Linked DNA regions of Mus musculus: all the other regions are linked to region 4. A link is a contact called in public Hi-C, HiChIP or PLAC-seq and promoter capture Hi-C data. All regions are on one chromosome and are shown on one strand. The core of a region is the stretch at or near the end of the contact, and the rest is flanking DNA. Distances in the headings are between cores, read along the strand shown. Region 1 holds the start of Mturn (maturin, neural progenitor differentiation regulator homolog (Xenopus)). Region 2 holds the start of Ghrhr (growth hormone releasing hormone receptor). Region 3 holds the start of 6430584L05Rik (RIKEN cDNA 6430584L05 gene). Region 4 holds the start of Ggct (gamma-glutamyl cyclotransferase). Region 5 overlaps Plekha8 (pleckstrin homology domain containing, family A (phosphoinositide binding specific) member 8). Region 6 holds the start of Scrn1 (secernin 1).

Evidence for each region. Promoter capture Hi-C pulls out the DNA fragments that hold promoters and counts their contacts. HiChIP or PLAC-seq counts read pairs in DNA pulled down with a chosen protein or histone mark. Hi-C and Micro-C count contacts between places; a contact is called where the count stands out from the background. Capture Hi-C pulls out chosen DNA fragments and counts their contacts.
Region 1: a contact with region 4 is called in a promoter capture Hi-C map of liver, with 5 times the contacts expected there. The contact joins the promoter of Mturn here to the promoter of Ggct in region 4. A contact is called at or near these places in 24 of 39 promoter capture datasets (the 3T3-L1 cell line, 3T3-L1-derived adipocytes, the C10 cell line and 17 more), 2 of 15 datasets of contacts at CTCF or cohesin (the NIH/3T3 cell line and large pre-B cells), 31 of 484 Hi-C or Micro-C datasets (B cells, CD4 T cells, CD8 T cells and 18 more), 35 of 115 datasets of contacts at active chromatin or transcription factors (the 230-238 cell line, CD8 T cells, the SCID.adh cell line and 22 more) and 5 of 9 other capture datasets (adipose tissue, embryonic stem cells, liver and 2 more).
Region 2: a CTCF HiChIP or PLAC-seq map of the NIH/3T3 cell line shows a contact between it and region 4, with 6 read pairs. The contact joins the promoter of Ghrhr here to the promoter of Ggct in region 4. A contact is called at or near these places in 6 of 39 promoter capture datasets (the 3T3-L1 cell line, 3T3-L1-derived adipocytes, frontonasal cranial neural crest and 2 more), 1 of 15 datasets of contacts at CTCF or cohesin (the NIH/3T3 cell line) and 1 of 115 datasets of contacts at active chromatin or transcription factors (pancreatic cancer cells).
Region 3: a contact with region 4 is called in a promoter capture Hi-C map of hematopoietic stem and progenitor cells, with 5 times the contacts expected there. The contact joins the promoter of 6430584L05Rik here to the promoter of Ggct in region 4. A contact is called at or near these places in 5 of 39 promoter capture datasets (the 3T3-L1 cell line, hematopoietic stem and progenitor cells, liver and 1 more) and 1 of 115 datasets of contacts at active chromatin or transcription factors (pancreatic cancer cells).
Region 5: a Hi-C map of rod photoreceptor shows a contact between it and region 4, with 4 times the contacts expected there. The contact joins the enhancer-like site here to the promoter of Ggct in region 4. A contact is called at or near these places in 8 of 39 promoter capture datasets (the 3T3-L1 cell line, the C10 cell line, cranial neural crest and 3 more), 2 of 15 datasets of contacts at CTCF or cohesin (both in the NIH/3T3 cell line), 3 of 484 Hi-C or Micro-C datasets (cerebral cortex, cortical neurons and rod photoreceptor) and 7 of 115 datasets of contacts at active chromatin or transcription factors (bone marrow-derived macrophages, embryonic basal ganglia, embryonic forebrain and 2 more).
Region 6: a FOXA1 HiChIP or PLAC-seq map of pancreatic cancer cells shows a contact between it and region 4. The contact joins the promoter of Scrn1 here to the promoter of Ggct in region 4. A contact is called at or near these places in 14 of 39 promoter capture datasets (the C10 cell line, cranial neural crest, embryonic stem cells and 8 more), 2 of 484 Hi-C or Micro-C datasets (embryonic stem cells and immediate neuronal precursor), 3 of 115 datasets of contacts at active chromatin or transcription factors (embryonic basal ganglia, pancreatic cancer cells and stem cell-derived neural progenitor cells) and 1 of 9 other capture datasets (adipose tissue).

Annotation. Positions count from the first base shown.
Region 1 is chr6:54,680,230-54,683,865 of GRCm38.p6, forward strand. It overlaps Mturn (maturin, neural progenitor differentiation regulator homolog (Xenopus)), which reads left to right and starts at 1,395. Exons shown (of 3, transcript NM_001289740.1): 1 at 1,395-1,702. The coding sequence starts at 1,541.
Region 2 is chr6:55,374,703-55,378,328 of GRCm38.p6, forward strand. It overlaps Ghrhr (growth hormone releasing hormone receptor), which reads left to right and starts at 1,593. Exons shown (of 13, transcript NM_001003685.3): 1 at 1,593-1,739. The coding sequence starts at 1,683.
Region 3 is chr6:55,395,078-55,398,482 of GRCm38.p6, forward strand. 6430584L05Rik (RIKEN cDNA 6430584L05 gene) reads left to right here and starts at 1,810. Exons shown (of 4, transcript NR_046179.1): 1 at 1,810-1,896.
Region 4 is chr6:54,991,003-54,994,429 of GRCm38.p6, forward strand. It overlaps Ggct (gamma-glutamyl cyclotransferase), which reads right to left and starts at 1,865. Exons shown (of 4, transcript NM_026637.3): 1 at 1,693-1,865. The coding sequence starts at 1,833. RefSeq lists an enhancer at 2,080-2,109 and a cis regulatory region at 2,090-2,099.
Region 5 is chr6:54,626,265-54,629,984 of GRCm38.p6, forward strand. Plekha8 (pleckstrin homology domain containing, family A (phosphoinositide binding specific) member 8) reads left to right here. Exons shown (of 14, transcript NM_001164361.1): 10 at 2,582-2,640; 11 at 3,556-3,686. Among named protein-coding and RNA genes, the nearest start is that of Gm34249, 29 kb to the right of the region's middle. Within about 2 kb of position 2,342, at least 4 of the 459 cell types and tissues checked have an H3K27ac peak or open chromatin away from gene starts, as enhancers often do. A contact at or near this core is called in liver and rod photoreceptor, where this site is marked.
Region 6 is chr6:54,564,124-54,567,689 of GRCm38.p6, forward strand. Scrn1 (secernin 1) reads right to left here and starts at 2,259. Exons shown (of 8, transcript NM_027268.2): 1 at 2,117-2,259.

The DNA.
Region 1 (3,636 bases), core at 145-2,644, 310 kb before region 4:
CATTTAAAAAACCCAGGGCTAGAGAGATGGCTCATTAGTTAAGGCATCTAGCTGTTCTCCCTAAGAACCTAGATTTGATGATACACACATGGTGGCTCACAAAGGCCTGTAACTCCAGTCCCAGGCTATCCAATACCCTCTTCTGGTCTCTGGACACCAGACACATACATGGTACACACCAATACATTTATGCAAAAACACTCATACAGATAAAAATGAGTAAATTGTAGAAAAACCCACTGGATTTCTATTCCTTTCACACACACACACACACACACACACACACACACACACACACACACACACTTTCTCAAACCCTAACTATAAGGTCATGAATATATACCCATTTTCACAGATGTGGAAACTGGGGTTCCCAGGACATATCCCAGTCACACTGTCAAGTGGGTTCTCTTAGCCTCAGAAGTCAGGGAGTAGAGGAAGAATCACTCCCACAGTCTAAAGACAAATGCAAAGACAAGCAAATAAACGTAAGGAAATTCTGCCACAGAAATGATCAAAACAGATGACTGTGGAATAACGTCTTCTGCCTGTAATAACAGGTGCACTAGCTGGGCTCCCCTTGGCTAGACTGCCAGCTTACTGAGGCGTTTAGACCCCAGCTCATTCATGTTTACACCCCAGCTAGCAAGGCTCCTGGTTCAGAAGGCGCAGTTTAAAAATAACCACGAATAAATGTTTATAGAATGAATGCTATTTAATGTGTCCCTTCCGGAAGCCAAGTGTTCAGACGAGGACTCTTCTACTCCCTGTAAACCAGTGTGTCTGCTGGGCACGCAGCAGCCAGAGCATTCAACAGGTGTAGTCAACGGGCAGGCTCCTTGCTTTCCAAGCAGGGTTGGGGTGTGGCTCGGTGGTAACATGCCTGAAAAGCACGACTCTGGGTTCAATTTTCCAGCAACTCAAAATACAAAACAAAACCTCAAACCCAACAAACAAAACAACAGTTGGCCATTTTAAGTCATATAATATAAATTCAAGCCAAATCAGTGAAGGTATTTGTAAGAAGCACGCAGCTTGATGTGCGTGTACACTTCCTTCCAAATCAGTCTAGAAAACACACTCTGGGTTCCTGGGAGGACCGAATTTTGGCTTCTGTAGAAAGCAAAGCTGTTTCCCCGGGTGCTCGCAGCACCTCTACAATCAGCCCTGGCAAGGACCAAGCAATCTGTACTTCTGGGTGCGTCCCTCGCGTTTATAGCGGATTCCAGAGAAAGCCTTCCAAACTGGCTCCAAACCAGGGGTCCGGAGCCAGCCCCGCCCCACCCCGCCGCCACCTGCAGAGACGGGCGCCCCGCCCACCCTGACGTCACCGGGCTCCGGGCGGCGCCGAGTAGGGCTCCGGGGATTGGCCAGAGTTCGTGACGTCACGAGCCGGGGCGGCCCCGGACTGGCGGGGCCCCGGGGTGCTTGGGTTCCTTTCAAGGCGGGCGGTGGGGGTGGGGGCGGGGCGGAGGCGGAGCGGGCGGTGTAAACAGACCCGGGAGCCGTGAGCCCCGGAGGAGGCGCGGGCGGCGCCGCCATGGACTTCCAGCAGCTGGCAGATGTCGCGGAGAAGTGGTGTTCCAGCACGCCCTTTGAGCTCATCGCCGCCGAGGAGACGGAGCGCAGGATGGACTTCTACGCCGACCCGGGCGTCTCCTTCTACGTACTGTGTCCGGACAACGGCTGCGGCGACAGCTTTGTGAGTGCACGGGACGGGCGCGCTCCGCTTTGCCCAAGCTCCTCCAGGGGGGCCGGGTGGGGCGGATAGCGGTGGCAGGGTGCCAGGGTGCCAGGGAGCGGAGGTGTGGCAACCTACCGGACCATCGCGCACCGGGCGCGTGGCTAAGAGCATCCCATGGGAGCCTCTATGGGGCACCCACCGGGCGGGGCTCATAGTCCCTGCGGCAGGATCCGAGGTCGGGTCCCCGAGAGGTGTCAGTCCCCCTCGGGGTCTCAGACACAACTCTGCAGCCGCTCCTCCCAACAGGGCCCCCTCTCCAGCCTGCGAGTCTCTCAAACGGACACAAAGCCTCTGTCCACACCCGCAGTGATAGATCTTTTGGACCCTCTTTGCGGAATTACGCCCTGGAGCTTAAAAATGCACGCGCGTGCACACGCGCGCGTTCGCGGGGGCACGCCTATCCCGGGTCTCCTGCTTCCCTAGCTCCTCAATGAGCTGCCAGCAAGTGTTTGTAGCCCATTCGGGTTCTAGCCTGCCATGAGGCTACTGTGTCCTCGCCGAGGCCTTTCGGCTTTTCCAGAGGAAAACCCCACACACCCAGGTCCAGAGGGACCAGAACCAGGAACTACAGCGACCATACCTTTGGCCAGCATCCCTCCCACTAGGTATTCTGGTGCTGACAGTTTAGGAAGGAGATACTGAGAGCACGCGGTTGTGATGGGAGGTGTGTAGGCAGGGCAGGGATGGCGCTTCGTGGAGTGTTTGTAAGCACTGTAAATAATAGTCCCCAAATGTAAGATGGAGGCAGCTGGGGATGAGGGTAATCGTGTGGTCGATGGCCTGAGGCTGGAGGCGCTGCTGCAGCAGAGGAAGATGGGGTGGTGCATGGTGCATCGACCGCTTGGCTCATCAGGTGAAATGACAAAGCTGGACATATCCCCCCACCCCGCTGGGTCCGTACACCTCATCCATCCATGGGAAGTTCAACCTAGGATCCCTGAGACCCGGACAGGACAGGTGCACATCTGCCCAATAAAATATGATCCTGGTTTTGGGTGGCAGCTAGATTTAGGTTCTGTTCACTTGTCTTCCCTTGAGTTGCCTACCCACAAAATTAGCTTCCTAATACCAGTTCTCTGGCAATCTTTGAAGTAGACCTAGCAGTTTGATGCACAGCAAGTGTCCTGCAAATTTAAAGTTCAGAGACCTAGTGTTCCCCCCTATCTTTGTATAAACTCTTACCTGGAACTAAGAATGTAGCTTAGTTAGAACACTTGTGTAGTGTGTGTAAAATCTGTTAAGCATTGAAGGAATTTGAATTAAGTAGCATCTCTGCTATTTGGAAATTTTGTTAACAGTAAGACTATTATATAGCATCTTTCAGTTTACAAACTTTAAGATTGTTTAAATAGTTACAAACACTGATGAAGGCTTGGTCTCTCCTTGGTCAGAGGTATCTATCTGACGGATGGCACTGTGCCTCTAAGCACAGGTAGTTGGCTCTAAAGGAATATAGCAGTACTTAGCCCCTATTCTGTTCGGCCATCCCCAGGTGCACACTTCTGTCTGTGTTCTTGGGGACATCACTCTCTTCCAGGCTTAAACAACTATGTCCTCCTGTTACCTGACTTCAAGTGGCAGCCTGTTGTCACTGGATGCCAAGCAGGGCTGCTTGGGAGTACCCCTGGCTTGTGGTGCTCATATCTGGGAGCCTGTGTTAGTGTAATCGCTGTAAATGTCACTGCCGTCTGCAAGACAGATTCCAGCCCCAATTCTAAAAACCTCCTAACTCTCTCTCTCTTCCCCACTCGGTGTCCAGATCATCAGAGTTCCGCCAGCATCGTGAGGCAAGCATATGCAGGGCCCTGTTCCTCCGTGCCTGTGAGGGCACTTAGGGGTGATCCCTCACATGGCTTGTCTCTTCCTGTACCCAGGCAAGACCCCAGGATCTT
Region 2 (3,626 bases), core at 343-2,842, 380 kb after region 4:
CAGTTTTGTCTTGCTGACCTTTCAGACTGGGTGGATCTTTGCATGGTTATGGGAGCTCCCTACTGCATACCAGCCGTATCTGGCTGCCTCCCATCCTTGGCCCCTGCCTTCAGTAGTAAAACACACTGCCAGACATCGTTAAATGTCCCCAAGGAGAGCCAAATTTTGTTGTTAAGTGCCACTCATTTAAATAATATGAACTGCTATGAATTCTTGGTATCGATTATTAATACCACTAATGCTGGTCAGGGAGATGCTAATTGTCAAGCATGATCAATCATGCACTTCTTTGGGTGTGGTAGCCTCTGTCCTTTTTTAGTTACGTCTTCTCTGTAGTCATTGATTACTTCTTGCCTGAGTCTCCTCAGCCTGCAAGAGAGGAGCCCTGTGTGCTGTGTGCCACCCACGCTGGGCCACATGTGCAGAAAATATTTTCAGCATTTTGTTGACAACGATTAAGGGTGGAAAAATAAAGCCCCGTTGATGTCAAATGATCCCCAGATGCAGATGTGGTGGTGGGAGGCTTTCCACATTCATGACACAGGTTCAGTAGAAACACATCTGGCACCCCAAGCACAGATCCCGACAGCCCTGTAACTGGATATGGCCGTTCAGTGATCAAGACCCCTTAGCTCCCACGTCATTCAGGGTTGTCAAAGGTGACATTCACTTTCAAGTTCCAAGTGCTGAGCAAGATATAGTCTTGTTTAGGACATTGCCAGTAGCCTGGCCAATTGAGAGCTTGTATTTTAAAGTAGAAATAATGAAAGTGCGTCTCTTCACTTTGATAATGGAACATAGATGCCCTGCCCCTCTTGAGTGTCCCAACTCCTGGGATCCCTCTGAGAGTCCTCCAACTAGCCTCAGATTCCCCTCTGGACAGGGGATTATCAGAAACTCTGCCTAGCCCCATGTGAAGCTGGGGGCTTTGATGCTGCAGTTGTCACCTTGTCAGGTAAACCATGCGGCACACTCTTGGGCGGCATAAACTGTGTTTAGTGACTGACTGACTGACTGACTGTTTTGTGATGCCAGGGATTTGAACCTGGAGCCACACACATGTTGACCCAGTGCGTTACCACTGAGCCACAACCCCAGTCCTTCAAGTCACTTTTCATAAGGCTCATTCAAATCTTCCAGGCTCCCCTGTCACTTGCCCCTCTTCTCGTTGGTCCTCTCAGCTCACCCTCCAGCCCTGTGAAAGAGACTTAAGCGCATCAACCAATCTGGGGCTCCTTAAAACATTGGGGCAGCCCTGGGCACCTTATTTTCTGAGGTCCTGTATTTCTGGTGCAGGTATAGGAGGCCTCTCTGAGTAAGGCTATTGGTGAACTGGGCTCTAAAAACAAAGGGAAAGCATCCTGACTAAGTGGAGGATTCCTGTGGCTGTCACCTCTCTATGCCCTGTCTGTGTTCTCTGGGTTCTGACTGTCAGGATAGGTATACTCAGACATCAAGGTGGTGTAGCAGAGCTCAGCCACCCCCTGCTGAGGACACGGAGTCCCATTTAGGGCTGGCGGTAACACAATGTCCCTCCATCCCGTTCAATATTCAGCTGGGTGTCCCTTCTGTTGGCCCCGCCCACACCAGTTGCTACTGGGAAGGTGAGGCAGCAGAGATGCAGCTAGGTGGCATCACCAGAGACAGCCTGGGAGGGAAGGCTGACTGCAGACACCATTGCCATGGATGGCCTGATGTGGGCTACCCGTATCCTCTGCTTGCTGAGCCTGTGCGGAGTTGTAAGTAGCCAACTCAGACCTTTGTTCTCTTGGGTGGTGGCAGTCTGTGGTGGGGGAACTCCTGAGTCTGGTGGCTCCCTCCTTCCTTCCCTGACTAATGTTAGGACCATGTGGGGCTTGAAGATGTCGTGAATGCCAGCTCTTCCAGCTGTGATATTTGAGAACTCTTCCTTTCATAGAGCCAGGCTTGGAGGAGCTTCAGAAACCAGCTACTGCTCCCTGGCCTGTGTATAGGGGCATGGGGAAGCCAAGAAAGGAGGCTTCCTTGAATGTGCTCCAACTTTCCAGCAGAATTTCTGGGTTGCTGTCAGTAGCATCCAGGGCCAAGAGGGGAGGAGTCACAAGTCACTAGGTGGGAGCATACGGGAACGGAGGCTACCTTCTTCTACTGCCTTGCCAGGGGTGACCACCCGTCCCAGTACCTCACTGTCCTTCAATCAAGAGGCTGGCATCTTCAGACCGTGAAGTGAACTCTGTGACACGAGCTTTCGTTTGCCTCTGTGTAAAAAAAGAGAGACTTGGGCTAGATGTGGTGGCTCAGCCTTTGTGGACACTAGACGATTATCATGAGTTTGATGTCAGTCTGAGCTATGCAGAGGATTATAGGTCAGCGGACCTAGGGCTACCATGCCGCGGGGAGGGGATGATAAGTGATCTCACCTGTCCAGGGCTGGCATGAGAGTGTCATGCAGCTGGCATGTGAGTGTCACACAGGTAAGTTCTATAAGTTCCCTATATGGTACAAAAGACTCATGTCCTCCTCTGTGTACACAGAATCTCAAAAGCTCCATTTCAGGGAGGGAACCCTACACCAGAGGAGTCATTCAATAGCTGGGGTAGATAGGGAAAATCCCGAGTGTGTGTGTGTGTGTGTGTGTGTGTGTGTGAGAGAGAGAGAGAGAGACAGAGAGAGACAGAGACAGAGAGAGAGACAGAGACAGAGAGAGAGACAGAGACAGAGACAGAGAGAGAGACAGAGAGAGACAGAGGGAGACAGAGAGAGACAGAGAGAGACAGAGAGAGACAGAGACAGAGAGAGACAGAGACAGAGAGACAGAAAGATACAGAGAGAGAAAGCGAGATGTATATGAATCTTGCAAGGAAGGGCATTTGGTTAAATCTTGAGAGCTGTTAGGAATTTGAGCTCTTTAAAGAAAAGGTCAAACTCCAAGCCTTAGGCAAACATCAGATCTCTGCCTAGCCTGGAGCACGTGGGCTCCACACAGCCCCTGAATCACCCATCGGAAGCACAGAGATGTGCAGGAAATCTTCAAGACCATTTCTTGTGGTCCCCAGGCTGTGGAATAGGTATCCAATCTGCAATCTTTATCAACATCAAGCATGCATGAAGGCAGCTTCCTTTATCCCACCTAATGATCAACTCAGTTGCCCCGATGCAGGGCCCTCATCATCCACCATACTTCCACGCACCCTCATACGTCCACCTTCCCCCGATCTCATTGTCTATATGTCTGTCTGAACAGTCATCCACTCCACCAACCGTACAGTCAGTCCTGTCCCCCTCCACACCGAGCCCCTTCTTCCTGTTCATTGTTCCTTTACAGCAGTCAGATGCTCCCGTCTTCTTACTCTCCCATCCGCTCGTATTCTCTCCCACTCACTCGTCTATACATCTGCTCATGTGACTTGTCTGAGACACATCAGATGTTAAACCCAGGTGGTCTTTCTGGAGTCTCCTGCCCTGGCCCGAGACATTTCTTCATCTCCAGGAAGCACCATAGCTTCTTTCAACCCTTTCCATCCTGTCCTCTCTGATTTGGTCCCTGTGCCCTCTTGTGATGACTCTGGGCCCACTCAGATAATCGAGGTCATCTTCCTGCCTGGAGATCCTTGACCTTTGGCTCTGTCAGGAGACACATTTACTGG
Region 3 (3,405 bases), core at 560-3,059, 400 kb after region 4:
CAGATTTGGCAGGGGATTGGCAGACGTGGGTAGCCAGACGGAAGGGTACTGAGAAGTGAATGGGCCGTGGGAAAGTGGGGGCAGTGTGTTCAGCAGCTCTTGACTGAAGTGTGCCTGGGACAGGAGGGGACACTGTAGGTAACAGGAGGCAATTCTGGGTCCAAGTGGATCCAAGCAGGTGTGACTGTACTTGGCTCTGAGAGAATAGGGCACATGTGTCATTCAGGTGGAGATAGATCACTGGTGGAGGAGGGTGTGGTGCAATCAAATGAAGGTTGCAGGGGACTGAGGAGGACTAAGAATCCAAGTGGGAGCACGGCTGGGAAGAGGGTATTTGCCTAAAGGGAGTAGCAGAAACTCATGGGGCTTGGCATGAGAATTGGTAGAGAGAAGTGGGCTACTGGCTCCGAATTCACCATGATGGCTAGGTTCATGGTTGGCTGGAGTTTGGGTGATAGGAGCATATAGAGATGGGAAAGTATAGTAACTGGAGGGTAAAAAATAGGAGAGGAGGGCACATGGGTGACTGATGACCAGTCAGTATTAATAATCTGGGAACCTCAACTAGAGAAGGCAGGGTTAGCCTTTCTCGGAGACAAGACATAAGAGACTTGGCTCTATTTGCAAGAGAGCATATGCAGTGGGCATGGAGCTGAGGGGAAGGATGCAGACTGAATGGGACGTGGACCTGGGAGGTTTAGTGTCAGGGTGGAGTAGCAAGCTGAGGAGGAACCCTGGGAGGAGAGGAGGCTCTGTGCATGCAGCTGGGTCCTGGGGTCCTGATAAAGCAAAAGAAGAGACTGCGGGGAGTTGGGGGCATTGTGGAGACAAGGAGAGAGAAGACTAGTAGGGTACTGACCATTTGTCTGGGCATTTCTGTCAGCCAAGGTGAAGGTTGGGGCTTGAGGGACTAGGAGAACTTGGGCCAGAGTCTCCTGAACTCTGGGGCACCTTCAGAGGTCCAGGAATCTCAAGAGGTGGGACTCAACATGGGAGGGATAGCAAAGAGAGAGATAGGGCCAGGATGGAGAGGACCCGGGAGAGCTGCAATTGCTATAGGAAGCCTGTGTCTTGAAGCTTGTGTCTAGAAGCCTGTGATGCCTTTAGCCTGTGGCTTCAGGGGCTCCCAGAGGCCCCACGCCTGGAGCCCTTATGTGGTGTTGGAACATAACAAGAAGCAGCAGGGTTGGATTTATTTTTTCAGTCAGCTCTGATTGGCTCACTCATGTGTATGAACCTCTTCCTGTGGACAGTGCTCTTTCTGGCTGGCTCGCAAGCTTACGCTCATCTCAGCTCTCCATTCTTCCCTCTAGGAGGCTCCAGTTCCCAGATTCAGGGCAATGAAACCAGAATAGCACACACAGCAGCTGTGCTGCCTCAATAATACAAACATCTGGGTCCTGGGGCTGCCAGAGTGGCTGGAGCCTTTCTGCATGCAGACAGCCAACATCTTCCTAGTTAGAATTTCCCCCTGCCCCTACTTTCTCTTTCTTGTCCTCTCTTCCCCTCGAGGTCATTCTAACCCAGGTAGTGTGTTGTTACATGATACGTGATGAGAATGTGTGGCGCTCTCCCTGCCTCTCAGTGAGGAGAAGCAGGTGGGTAGCATACGTGTTCACAGATTCTTTTGGGGCTCTGGCTTCCCTGCAGCAAGTAGGTGGGTCCGCGAGCCTCCCTCCCTCAGAGGCATTGCATAAGCAGCCGCAGCCCTGAGTACATTCCCATGGTTACCGGGCTGGGAAAGGCTGGCCGAGATGGCATCGCCATGGCACCGGCATGGTCCACAGCTCTGCTGGGCGTGGCTCTGGTATGTGTAGCTCTGGTCTCTTGCTGGACAGATGGCCTTCACAGAGGGCCCTCCCAGACATCCAGTGGCCTTGGATATCATGATGTGAGGTAAGCAGACAGGAGCAGTCTGGGTGGAATTTGAGGGCTTCTCATGTCCTCACAGAAGGCCTTCAGTGGCTCAGCCAGCAGCCTTGCTGTGCGGTAGCTCTGAAACCAGTTTTTCCTCATCAAGGGCTCAGCACAGACCAGATGGGCCAAGCCACAGCTCTGCCCATTGCCTACACCCCCTTGGAAGCCCCTTACTCAAGCCCATAGGAATGAGGAATATGGAGCCTGGGCTCCATAGCCATCTGTGTTTGGCCACCCTCAGGCAGGCTGTGCCCAGGGATGCTACAGTCAGGGATAAGATCTTCAGACCTAGGCCTGTCTGGGGGACACAGGAGAAGAAGGGCATGTGAAATGGGTGGTCGAGCTGTCAATGCAGCTGTGGGGATGGCTTGAAAGGAGAAAGTCGGAAAAAGGGGCTGGCAAGAAGGCAGAGGCAAAATTCTGTGTGTCTCTCCATGATCATGTCTGCATATGAAGGCTCAAAGCTAGTCTCTGTGGTGCTAGAGCACAGGAAACTCCATGTAGAAGGTAGTTGGATGGGGAGCAAAGATGCCGTGTGGGGCCCGGGGAAAGCTCAGTAGGCATTCCTCCTATAGGGACACCACCAAGTAGTTCCCTGAAGCTCAAGCTTGCGTCTGTGATTGTCCTATAAGATGTCCCACAAAGGGTCACCCAGTTCTTCCAGCCAACCAATAAGGATCATCCAAATCATTCTAACCAGGGTGATGTCCTAACCCATCCTCTTGTCACAGTTTTCCGTGTGTAAGTCACATCATGCTGCATCAGACTCCATGCAGACCCTAAACTGAGACTCTCTTGTCCTTCACAGCCCATGTAACAAATAGGGACAAAATAAACCTTATCACCTCCCTGACGTGACATTTGTTTTTAAAGTAGGACACCTGGAACAAAAAAGCAGAGTGTCCTCTCATTTGGCTGAGCACTGTGTGTCAAGCCTCTCAAATGGTCCAGAATGTCTGTGAACGTGCAGTAAGTGTCAGCTCTGGAGCTAGCCAGCCAGGAAGTCCTATACAGCAAGGACCAGCTATACATTATCGAAGCATTCCATTTATATGGCCAGTCTTCCCTCTGCTTCACTTACAGCCATATCCACAGATGGAGTGGGTCCTAGTCATGATCCATAGCAGATGTCTGTCTTCAACTGTTTTGTGTTGCTAGGACAAAATGCTTGAAGTTGAGTAATTCGTAAAAACCAGGCATGAGATTAACTCACAGTTCTAGGTGCCCAAGAACATGGGGACATCTCAGATTTGGTGAGGACCTCTAGGTTCCTCAACACGTGGTGGATGCATCACACTGGGAGCACATGCGGAAGGGTGTGTGTTTGAAGACTTCACAGGGCAAGGCAGAAAGGGGAGTCTGAACACCAGGAACAGCTTTGTAGCACCCCATTCTCTTAAGAATTAGCTCATTCCCCAATATCAGTATTAGTTCTTTCCATGAGTAGTTCTGACTTAATTACATGCCACATGGCTCTACTTTCTAATA
Region 4 (3,427 bases), core at 615-3,114:
TAATTTTTACCGCCAAACCTGATTCTCCTCTGTGAACATTATCACCATCACCTACTTGGTTGTTCAAAAACTGTGTCATATTTGATATACCTTCCCTACACACACAGACACAGACACACAATCATCAAGCCTTATGATGTTATCTTCTGAGTATTACTCTACCTTCCCTGTCACCACCCTATTAGATCATGGTGGCATTATCTCTGACATGAATGTGGCAAGATCGTAACTGGGCTTCCAATAACTTGCCCTATTTGCAGAGTAACCAGAATGAGCTTTCAAATACATAAATCTCATCGTCTGCTTTCATCCTGTAAGACACTCCACTCACAGCATGCAACAGACTGTCCAAAGTTCTCTGTGGTCATGTTAGGATATGACACTTTCTTATCTTTCCAGCCCTCATGCCACATCTCCCTGTAGACTCCAACCACTTCCTTTATCTCCTGTCCTTTGAACAAGCTACCCTCCCTGACAGTTTTTTGCTCTCCTCATCTCCCTTCAGGTCTCAGCTTAAAAGTTATATCCAGGAAGGCTTTCCTGAGCACCTAGGTCAGGTCCTCTGGTCATATATTCTGTTGCACCTTGCAAGTCCTCTTTTAAGGCTAACCACAGCTATAATTTATCATTTATGTGGTATTTCTTTCCTGTACTTCACGTACTTGAACTCCAATCCTACACTCTTTGGAGTTTTAGATAGAGTACAGAGCGTGACTCCCACTTCTGAAACTTGAAAGGCTAGGAGCTAGTTATCAGATCATCTTGCTTGCTAAGTAAGGACGTGGATTCATGGTGAGATTTAGCCAATCAGGGCACCTCGCAGGGGCTCTCAATTAGTGCTGGTGTTTAAGATCATTAGGGACTCCACTCTAGGCTTCAGGAATTGCAGAACTGTGGCAAAGCAGCAGTCAGGAGTCAGTTCCATATTGTGCTTACTAGTTGAGGAAAGGTGTGGCCAGTTTCCAGAGCAGGGATGGCCCTCTCCTGTAATGCTGGTTGTGTATACACACACACACACACACACACACACACACACACACACACACACACACACACACACACAGTAGTCCACCTGTTTACTCAATCTTTCAGGTGAATCCATGAGCTCTCTAACAGCCTTCCAACACCCCTCCCCATTCTCCTTTCTGAAATCAGCTGGTTTCTGTTGCCTGAAATCAAGAATTGACAAGGTTATCAAAGTTGGCTAAAATTATTAAGGGCCCTACACACAATCAGATTGTACACCAGAAAGGTCCTCCAAATAGCTAGGCTGCTCAGTCATCCTTGTAACCCCAGCACTGAGTGCCAGAAGAATACGTATTAAAGAGGAAATGAACTATGGTCAAGAACACATTTTATCACAGTTAAAAGCTTATTGGGCTACTCTACTGAGGGAACGAACATTGCTATCAGTATTGAAGACACGGTTCCAGGTCTCAAGGCCAGGACGCTAAGATCCGAAGGAAAGGACAGGCAGAATTTCACAGAACTGTGGGATAGATAAGGTACGCACAGGACAGAAAGCAGCTAGTTCTCGACTAAGAAGCACCTATTAAAGGCATCTTACGGGATGCTCATAACCGGTGGAAAAGGGCAGCCAGTGGAGGGTTGCGAACTCCGACGGTGGCTAGAGGTTCCCGGCAGGAGTCGCAGCTAGCCCGCTCTCCAGGTCGCCCGCACAACGGCACTGACCTGCAGGCGCGCCACGCAGCAGAACACGGCCGAGGGGTTTCGCAGGTGGATCCTCTCGGTCAGGAGATTGCTGCCGTAGGCGAAGTACAGGAATGTCTCCCCCTCCTGGCCCGCATGGCCCTCACAGTCGGAGCTCGCCATGTCCACTTATCCACGCCAGCAGCGTCAAGCACAGAGAAGCCGGACTAGCGCTGCTAAAAAGAGCAGTGCGCCGCCACCCACGCGGTAGTGCAGAGCGGCGGGCGGAGCCGCACAGAGAGCGCGCTGAGGATTGGCTGCCGGCTTGCCGGCGTGAGCTAACTACCAGGATTGGCCTGTCTACAGCTCCTCCCGCCCACTGACGTCGCTTTTCTATTGGATGCATCCCTCGGATGTACGGCCCCCTGCCTGAGGCGCCGCTGATTGGCGAGTCTAACGGACAGCCCGAGAGTGGCTACTGGCGACTGTGTTTTCCCCACCTGGCGGCGATTGCCCAGGTCAACCAGTGGTGCGGTAGGCTCTGCGCCTGGTATAGAGGAGACAAGTCTCAAATTGCTGTCGGCCTAGCCTGGATCTTGCGGCAGTTCTCCTGCCTCAGCCTTCCTGGAATGGGAAGGCTGATCCTACAAGTTTTCTTAGGATCACTACCTGAAGTTGCCTCACTGCATACCAGGGTAGTCTTTCTCCCACGTTCAGATCCGGACATGCCATTTGCTAGCCAGTTGACTCTGTTCATCGTTGCAATCTATTTCCTCTTTTTAAAATAGAACGACACAAAACACCCATGTTGTTGCTCTTGAAATGAAGATAGGAGAGCAAACTGAAGGTCTAGAGCAATGACTGCCGTTGGCCCTCAGAAATTAATCTAAATTCAACTCCACACTGACAGGTGCCAGAATTCCTGGAGAAATGACTGAATCTTAGGTCAAAGCTGGGAGTGAAAATTACCTCTTGAAAGAACAATAATCCAGAAAATGAGAACCCCAAGATGAACAAGGTCATTCCTAAAAGACCATTCACTAGACAAAGCGAGAACAACTTAAGGAGCAGAACGACTGGAAACTCTAAAATGATCCCTAAATGTATGTCATTCCCTTCAGGAAGTAAACCAAATTAAAACAGAGAAGAGAACCATATTGCCATGCCATCAGTGGCTAACACTTCATCACTTTTAAAAAGTGGGTATTTAAGAAAATGAGTGTTCTGCCTTTCTAGTACCAACTGTATTTTTGAAAACCAAATAGCTGATGAGGAAGCAATTCTTTGCTTTTTTAAAAAAAAGTATACTGGCTAAATGCAGGAAATGGGGGTACTGGGATTAGAACATCTGTCTCTGGTGCAACCAAACTTCCCGTCAGGAGCATCAGGTCACAGGGATGTTTATAGAGTCTCAGTTATCCCCCAAGGCTCACTGCTAGTCATTGGACAGGAAGACCATGATTATTTGGGAAACCTGACCTCTCTCACCTGATAGCCAGTCAATCTGGTCACCAATAAAAGAAGACTATCCTGACACAGTCAGAAAGCAACATGAAGCTGGGCATTGTGGACTGCACCTTTAATACCATCACTCGAGAGGCAGAGGCAGGCAGTTCTCTGTGAGTTCAAGGCCAGCCTGGCCTAGAGAGTAAGTTCCAAGATAGCCAGGGCTGTTATACAGAGAAACCTTGTTTTGAAAAACAACAACAACAATAATAACAACAACATGAAGCAACACGAAGCCCCCACATCTGTGAACTACAATTTACAAAGGATT
Region 5 (3,720 bases), core at 1,092-3,591, 360 kb before region 4:
AATCTGTTTTTTGAAAAGTAAGTTTCAAATGTTGACAAACTTGACTTTTGTGTTAATGTTTTTAGTTGTCTTAAAGTTACTTTTAATCAAGGGTCATAAAGATACTCTCATGTTTTTTCTAGATTTCTAATTTTACATTGATCATGCATGTACAGCTGTGTGTGCGTGTGCATTAAGTGTGCGTATGCAGAGGCTAGAGGACGGTCTTGGGTGGTCTTCCTTATGCCAGCCACCTTTTTTTTTTTTTGAGACAAAGTCTCTTACTGGCCTATAGCTAAGCATGTAGGCTAGGCTGGTTGGCCAGAGGGCCCAAGGATCTTCCTGTGTCTTCCTCCCAGGGTCCCTCCCATGTTTGAGACACTGGGCCTATGACACCATGTCTGAGGCCCCTCCTCCATCCATGGGCGCTAGGGATTGAACTTGGGTGCTCACTCTTGTCAGGTGGGGACTTTACAGACTGAGCCATCTCCTCAGCCGTAGTCCATGCTGGAATTACTTCATGCGTGCATTGCGATGCTGGGATTGAGGGTTGTTTTGTCTTCATCACAGTCTAGTTATTTAAGGACCATTTGTCAAGAAAAGCAACCACCGTTATTTCTCCTCTTACATTGCTCTGGCTATCTGCTCCAGAACCTTCAGGCCTATAAATGGTCTCTTTCCTGACCCCAGGATTTGTTTGTATTTCCTTAGAATCTCAAGACTCACAATTTTGTTCCTTATCATGATTGTTTTGGAAATTCTAGGTCCTTTGCAGATCTGTATAATTTTAGTTTTAAATTTCCTATTAAAGGGCCACTGGGGTTTTTATTAAAGCTGCATACATTGAATTTGTAAGCCCAATCTGGGGAAAATTAATGTCATTCACAACATTATATCTCCTAGTCCATGAGTATGATATATATGTGTGTTATGTATTTGATGCATATACTTTAGTCATTTTTATTTTCTCTAATGTTAACGTATAACTGTGTTTTATTAGGAATAAATTTTGGACTTTATGGGTTTGATGCTATTTACATATGTAGCATAAATATATGTAGATACATTGATTGTTGTATGCTGGTGGTTGTTCTTATAGTCATTGTCTTAGTTAGGGTTTTATTGCTGTGAACAGACACCATGACCAAGACAAGTCTTATAAAAACAACATTTAATTGGGGCTGGCTTACAGGTTCAGAGGTTCAGTCCATTATCATCAAGGTGGGAACATGGCAGTATCGAGGCAGACATGGCGCAGGCAGAGCTGAGAGTTCTACATCTTCATCTAAAGGCTGCTAGTGGAAGACTGACTTCTAGGCAACTAGGGTGAGGGGCTTAAGCCCACACCCACAGTGACACACCTATTCCAACAAGGCCACACCTCCAGATGGTTCCACTCCCTGGTCCAAGAATATACAAACCATCACAGTCATGAATCAGATAATTTTATTAAAATGCTTTTTTTGCAGCTATTGAAATTTATGTTTTTCTGGTAATTGCCTATATAATGAGTTATGTTCTTTACATTCATTCACTCCTGTTTTGCTGTATTTCTATATTCTTTACCTATTTTCTGTTTTCTTTTTTTCCTCTTTTAATTCTCATTTCCTGTCTTAGGGCCAATGAAGCCGTTGTTCTTTAGCACACTGTTTTATTTCCTATTTGGGGTTCTTTTTAGCTGCATCATTTTCTACCTTTTCTTAAAAACGATCAATCAGATAATTTTTAGAATTTATTTTTTTTCTCTTCTGTTTTTTTTCTTTAACTTTTATTTTTATTTTGTTCTTTTGGTTTTTTTTTTAAAGATTTATTTATTATTATATGTAAGTACACTGTAGTTGTCTTCAGACACCCCAGAAGCGGGCATCAGATCTCATTACGGATGATTGTGAGCCACCATGTGGTTGCTGGGATTTGAACTCAGGACCTTCAGAAGAGCAGTCAGTGCTCTTACCCGCTGAGCCATCTCTCCAGCCCTTCTCTTCTGTTTTTATGCTATGCCTTAAAAGTAAAATTTATGTTTAGTAAATATAAATAATTAAAATTATATAAAGTTAGGAGTATAGTCAAATCAGTAATGTAATATAAGTTTATAGAAGATACATTAATATAGCAAAATAAAAATTAATGTATCTTACATAGCAGCATATCTAAAATGTCATAAACATGGAGTCAGGGTAGAGAGCCATTAGTGAGATTTTCTGCATTTTTCCTTTGGTGCTACATCTTTAAAAACCGATAGGTATTTTAGGCTTACAATTCACTTCAGTTTGGACTTTGCAACATTGAAAGTACTAAATAGTCACACATCTGTTGCTGCCACACTGGGCAGTGTACCAGCCTTTCAAATGAACACTCTAAATCGATGAGAGGTGCTTTCATCAGACCTGCCACGTAGGCCCTTGTCACAGAGACACATCTCAAAGCAGTGAGATAGAAAGCTGATGACCAAGTCCAGAAGTCAGAGTAATATTGGGGAAAATAGCTTCTAAATGTATTATTATGATAAAAATATTTTCTAGTATAATAATATATGTTTCCTAAATTAAAAAAAAACAAAACCTTTTTCAGAATTGTTTTTGATCCTTTTTTTTTTTTTCAGACAAACTTGGTCCCACAGTGTTTGCTCCTGTTAAGATGGATCTTGTTGGAAATATTAAGGTGAATATAAAGGAGAGGGGGAATCATTCACACTGGGAAGTTTGAGTAGAGGAATAACTGCTATGCAGGAGAGGCAAGCCTTTAGTAGGCTGACCACTGGATCAGTGGGGAGCCATGTCAGCAATGAGTATATGCATTTTGGGGTTAAACAATAATAAAAAAAAACTATGTTGGTTGGCAATAGCTATCATTTGTCTGGGATACAGAAGACCAAATTCCTGGTACAGCTAGCTGTGGGGCCATCAACAATAGGAACTCTCAACCTCCTTCCCAGAAAAGTGAAAGTTGTGTATATTACATCTAGCACTTGTGAATTAAATCTCTTTTTAAGCCAGGCATAGTGGCACATGCAAATCTCAGCACGTGGGAGGCAGAAGCAGGAAGATCTCTGAGCATTCAAAGACAATTTTATCTGCAGATTGAGTTTCCAGGGCAACAGGGCTGGGTAGAGAGAACCTGTCTCTAGAATAAAATAAAATAAAATAAAACACAGTACTCATCACTAGGTGTGATGTGTTGAGGAAGTTCTGTGAGTACCGTTCCTGGGACGTTAGGAGAGAGAGAGAAAGAAGTACATGGGCTCTCACTCATACAAGTGATGGGTTTGTGTGTGTGCGTGCGCGTGTGTGCATGCTCAGGATGAGAAGTAGTTTGAAACAGAAGACAGTTTCTAAGGGAGGCAATGGTACCCCAAGAATGATGCTTAAAGCTTGGGACTCTTGGAGTTTGTTAAAGCTCACAGAATTTTTGGAATTTTTAAAATACATTACCCTAAAAACAAGAAAGATAGTCAAGTTGACTTTGGTCTCCTAGAAGTCTTGTTGCTTGTAGATTTGAATTCTGTACTGACGGTACTGGTGATGTCACAGTTTCCAGCTGCCACAGTTGCCCTGTTTTGTTTTGTTTTGTTTCCAGAAGGTAAATCAGAAGTACATAACCAACAAGGAAGAGTTTACTACCCTCCAGAAGATAGTGCTGCATGAGGTGGAGGCTGACGTCGCTCAGGTTAGGAACTCGGCGACGGAAGCCCTCTTGTGGCTGAAGAGGTAAGAGGTGGAGTCAGCTGGATTGCTCACCCAG
Region 6 (3,566 bases), core at 1,009-3,508, 430 kb before region 4:
CCCAGGCTTGTCATTTATTTTTACATTAAAGGCACCTAGCCTACTTTGTTTCTTGACAAGGTAAGTGTACCTAAGAGTTGTCCATCAATACAAGACAAGCTACCAGTTTTTCAGAAGATATATTTCCCACCTCAAAGATTTGGTTACAACCAAAGTTGTGGTTCTTACGTAGAGACGCAGTTTCATCACTAGAAAAGGTGAGCTGAGCCTAAGATGGACACCTTCATGCCTTCATTCGGTCAGTTAAATGGGCCTGTGGGCAGGGGGAGGTGTAGCCCCTTAAACACCTGAGTTTTTAAATCCATTACAGTTTGCTGCCCTTTGCTCGGATATTCAGGGCAAACCTGCTCTCCCCTTTAGACTTTATGAGGTAGCATGTGGCACTTTGAAGAGGAAAAAGCTACAGGAGTCCTCTTCCTCAGCTGCAGCCATAGGTACGACCTTAGTGGTCCATCCGCCCTGCAATGTAACCTCTCTGTTGTCTGTGGCAAGCTTGTTCAGCGCCTGCCAGCTCCGCTATACCTAACCCTCAGAGATAGCATCCTCTCTGCTCATTATCCCTAAGGCACCTGCTTCCTCACTCACGCAGCACTTCCTCTTTCCTAAAAGACAAGATGGCTGGCAGCCCTGCAGTGAAAATCAAAAGAAAAGCTGCTTTATGAAGAAGAAGAAAAAAAATCCTGAAATGAGTCACCTTTCAAGAATTTGCAATCCTAGAGCCTGGGTGCTGAAGGGCTAAATCAGCCCTTCCGGTGCCATCCCCTGTATGGATTGGTGTGTGCACTATTCCCGGAGGGTGTTTACATGATACGCCCATCCTTTATAAAGCCACTCGTAAGGTACAAAAGTATGTAAGCTGTGCACAGTTGTATTCTGCACAGTTGACTTTAAATGGGTCTAAAGAAAATCAGACCAAATTAGAGTTTCAGTTAGGCTTTTGACAAGTTAGGGAAACCAGCTGTAGCTCCCTAAACTTCCCACTTGCTCCCCAAGGCACTGCAACTTCACTCAGCTTTAACCAGCTCCAAGTACACTCCCTGCCTATACACAGCAGAGCCTTTTCCTCCTGCTGTTTCTCTCAGCAGCTCAAGCCCGGGGCAGCTGCAGTTGGCTGTGGTCTGCTAGGGTTCCGCCTGGCCTGATTTTTCATGCTGCCATTTTGAATTAGCATAGGTTTACTCAGCAAGTGATGAGGATTTAGGCAGGCGTGAAGCACAGTAAACACACACACACACACACACACACACACACACACACACACAAAACCAGGAAGAAGCACTTAACAAGCTACAATTACACAGAAATACACCTCTATTTAACAGAACCCTACCAGGTCAACTTGGGAGACAGAAAATAGTAAGTTGCCTTAAACGCAAATGGGTGTGATCACATTTTTATTCCTAAATTCCAACCGATTTTCTAAAATTCAGGCGCTCCTTTCATCCTCCTGCAGACCTCACTGTGGTCGCTAAATAATTAGCAATTATTTAGCAATTCTGCCTGGACAAAAAACAAAAAGCAAGACGATAGGGGTAAACTGAGGTGGAGTGATAGCAAGGGTCGAGACACCTGCCATGACCCCACCCGGATTCCAGTGTGCAGGGGTGAGGCCTGGAGCGAAGCAATGTCTGGTGCCAGCTCACTGGCCCTTGGGGATAACCACAGATACCGGGACTCCGCCCGGCGACCAAGGGTAGCGGCCTAGTCAGGCGCCACGGATGCATTACTCGGGAAGGAGCCAGGCTCTCTCTGCTAGCCGCAAGACGGAGCCGCAGGAGCCGCCAGGGGAAGCTCAGGGGCCCGGGGAAGCTCAGAGACACTTCCCGCGCCCTTGCAACTCGGCGCCCAGAAAAAGCAGCACCCGGTTATAAACTGAAAGGGAGGTGCGGGAAGGATGCGGGATGGAGAGCAGGAGCAGATTCTGACCAGGCTGCAGTAGCTTCGTCCCGAAGTCCCTGATCTCAAGTCGGGCCAGACCGAGGCCACCTAACCTCCGATCTCCCCTTCCCTGGTCCACACTCGCGAGGCGTTAGAATTGTAATGGGAAATGTGGTGACCTCCCAGCGGAAGAGCAGCTGCCAGCGCCCCGGCGCTCCCCGCGTAGCCTGAGGCTCACCTGCCAAGCAGCCGGCTCCAGCCGGGTCCAACGGTGCTGATGCTGCGACTGCGGAGTTGGGGGCGCTGCGGCGGCTAGGTTACAGCCTCTGCATCCGTAGCGCAGAAGACCGCCGGCGCTCCGGTTTCCCAGACTCCAGGCTCTCCAGCCCCCGGCTAACAGCTGGTTTGGTCACGCGACCGCAGACCCACCCTCCGCCTCCCGGTGCTCTGGGCCCCAGGACTCGTTGTGTTTGACAGCTGAGGCCTCAGAGCCCGCCCCGCCTGGGAGGGGAGGGCACCAGGAGCCCCCAAGAACAGCAGAGGGGGCGGGACTCAACAGAAAGTGGTTCCTTTCTTTCTAGATTTTTATTTCTTGGTTGAAACTCTCTCGAAGGGAGGAACCAGAGCTTTAAGGAGCCAGGTCCTGCTTTCTCCTGGCAACATTTTACTGTGTGGTTGCTAGTCTGAGCCTTGGTGCCTGGCGAGAATTCCCTGCAGAGATATGCATTCTTCATTTGGTTGATTCAATGTGTCAAAGTCCTTCCCTAATGTTAACCGATTGTGATCGTGCTCATAAACCAGACGATGCAGCATATTCACACTCTGTGGACCAAGGTCATGCAGCAAGTAACAAAGGCAAGATTCCACACCAGGGTTAATAAACTTTTGACAGGGAAAGAGGTGATGCCCACCTCAAGGCTTTTGATAACAACGCCTCAGGGGCTGAGACCCGATCTACCTCGATAAGAAAAGGCTGTAAGAGTCCACTGGGAAGAGAGTAGCAGCAGCGGGCAGCAGCAGATTCACATGTATTTTCCAGTTATCAGATGAACACAAATCAAAGTTTTATAGTCTCTATGGTGTGTGTGTTTGTGTGTGTGTGTGTGTGTGTGTGTGTGTGTGTGTGTGTGTGTATGACAATATCTCTCAAGATAAGAACATATGTAGCCTTTCACCTGATTCCACTTTTGGACTTTTGGAATTCATCTTATAGAAGAAAGGACACGGGTGTGAAATGAGCAGGAGGATTCTGGGGGGGCCATATTATTTGTGTCAGCAACGACTAGAACCAAACCTCACAGTGGTGGTACACACAATTAGGGAGGCTGACAAGGCTACATAGTAACACCTTGTCTCAAAAACTAAAAGATTGAATGAAATTCAGCCTATAAATACCATGGAATTCCATCCAGCATATTTTAAAGATTTAAAGATGAGATCATTGTCTGTGTACTAATTCAAGACTTCCAACTTATACCAAGTAAAAGGCTAAAGTGGGGATAGGTTAGGTGCAGAACAGTGTGTGTGTGTGTGTGTGTGTGTGTGTGTGTGTGTGCGCGTGTGTGTGTGTGAAAATATATACACTTCCTTTTGCAAATGCTTAGACTACTTTTGGAAAGATCCATAAGAAACTGTAACAGGAGATTCCAAAGGGAAGAGAGCTGATGACTGGCCACCAGGTAAGGAGA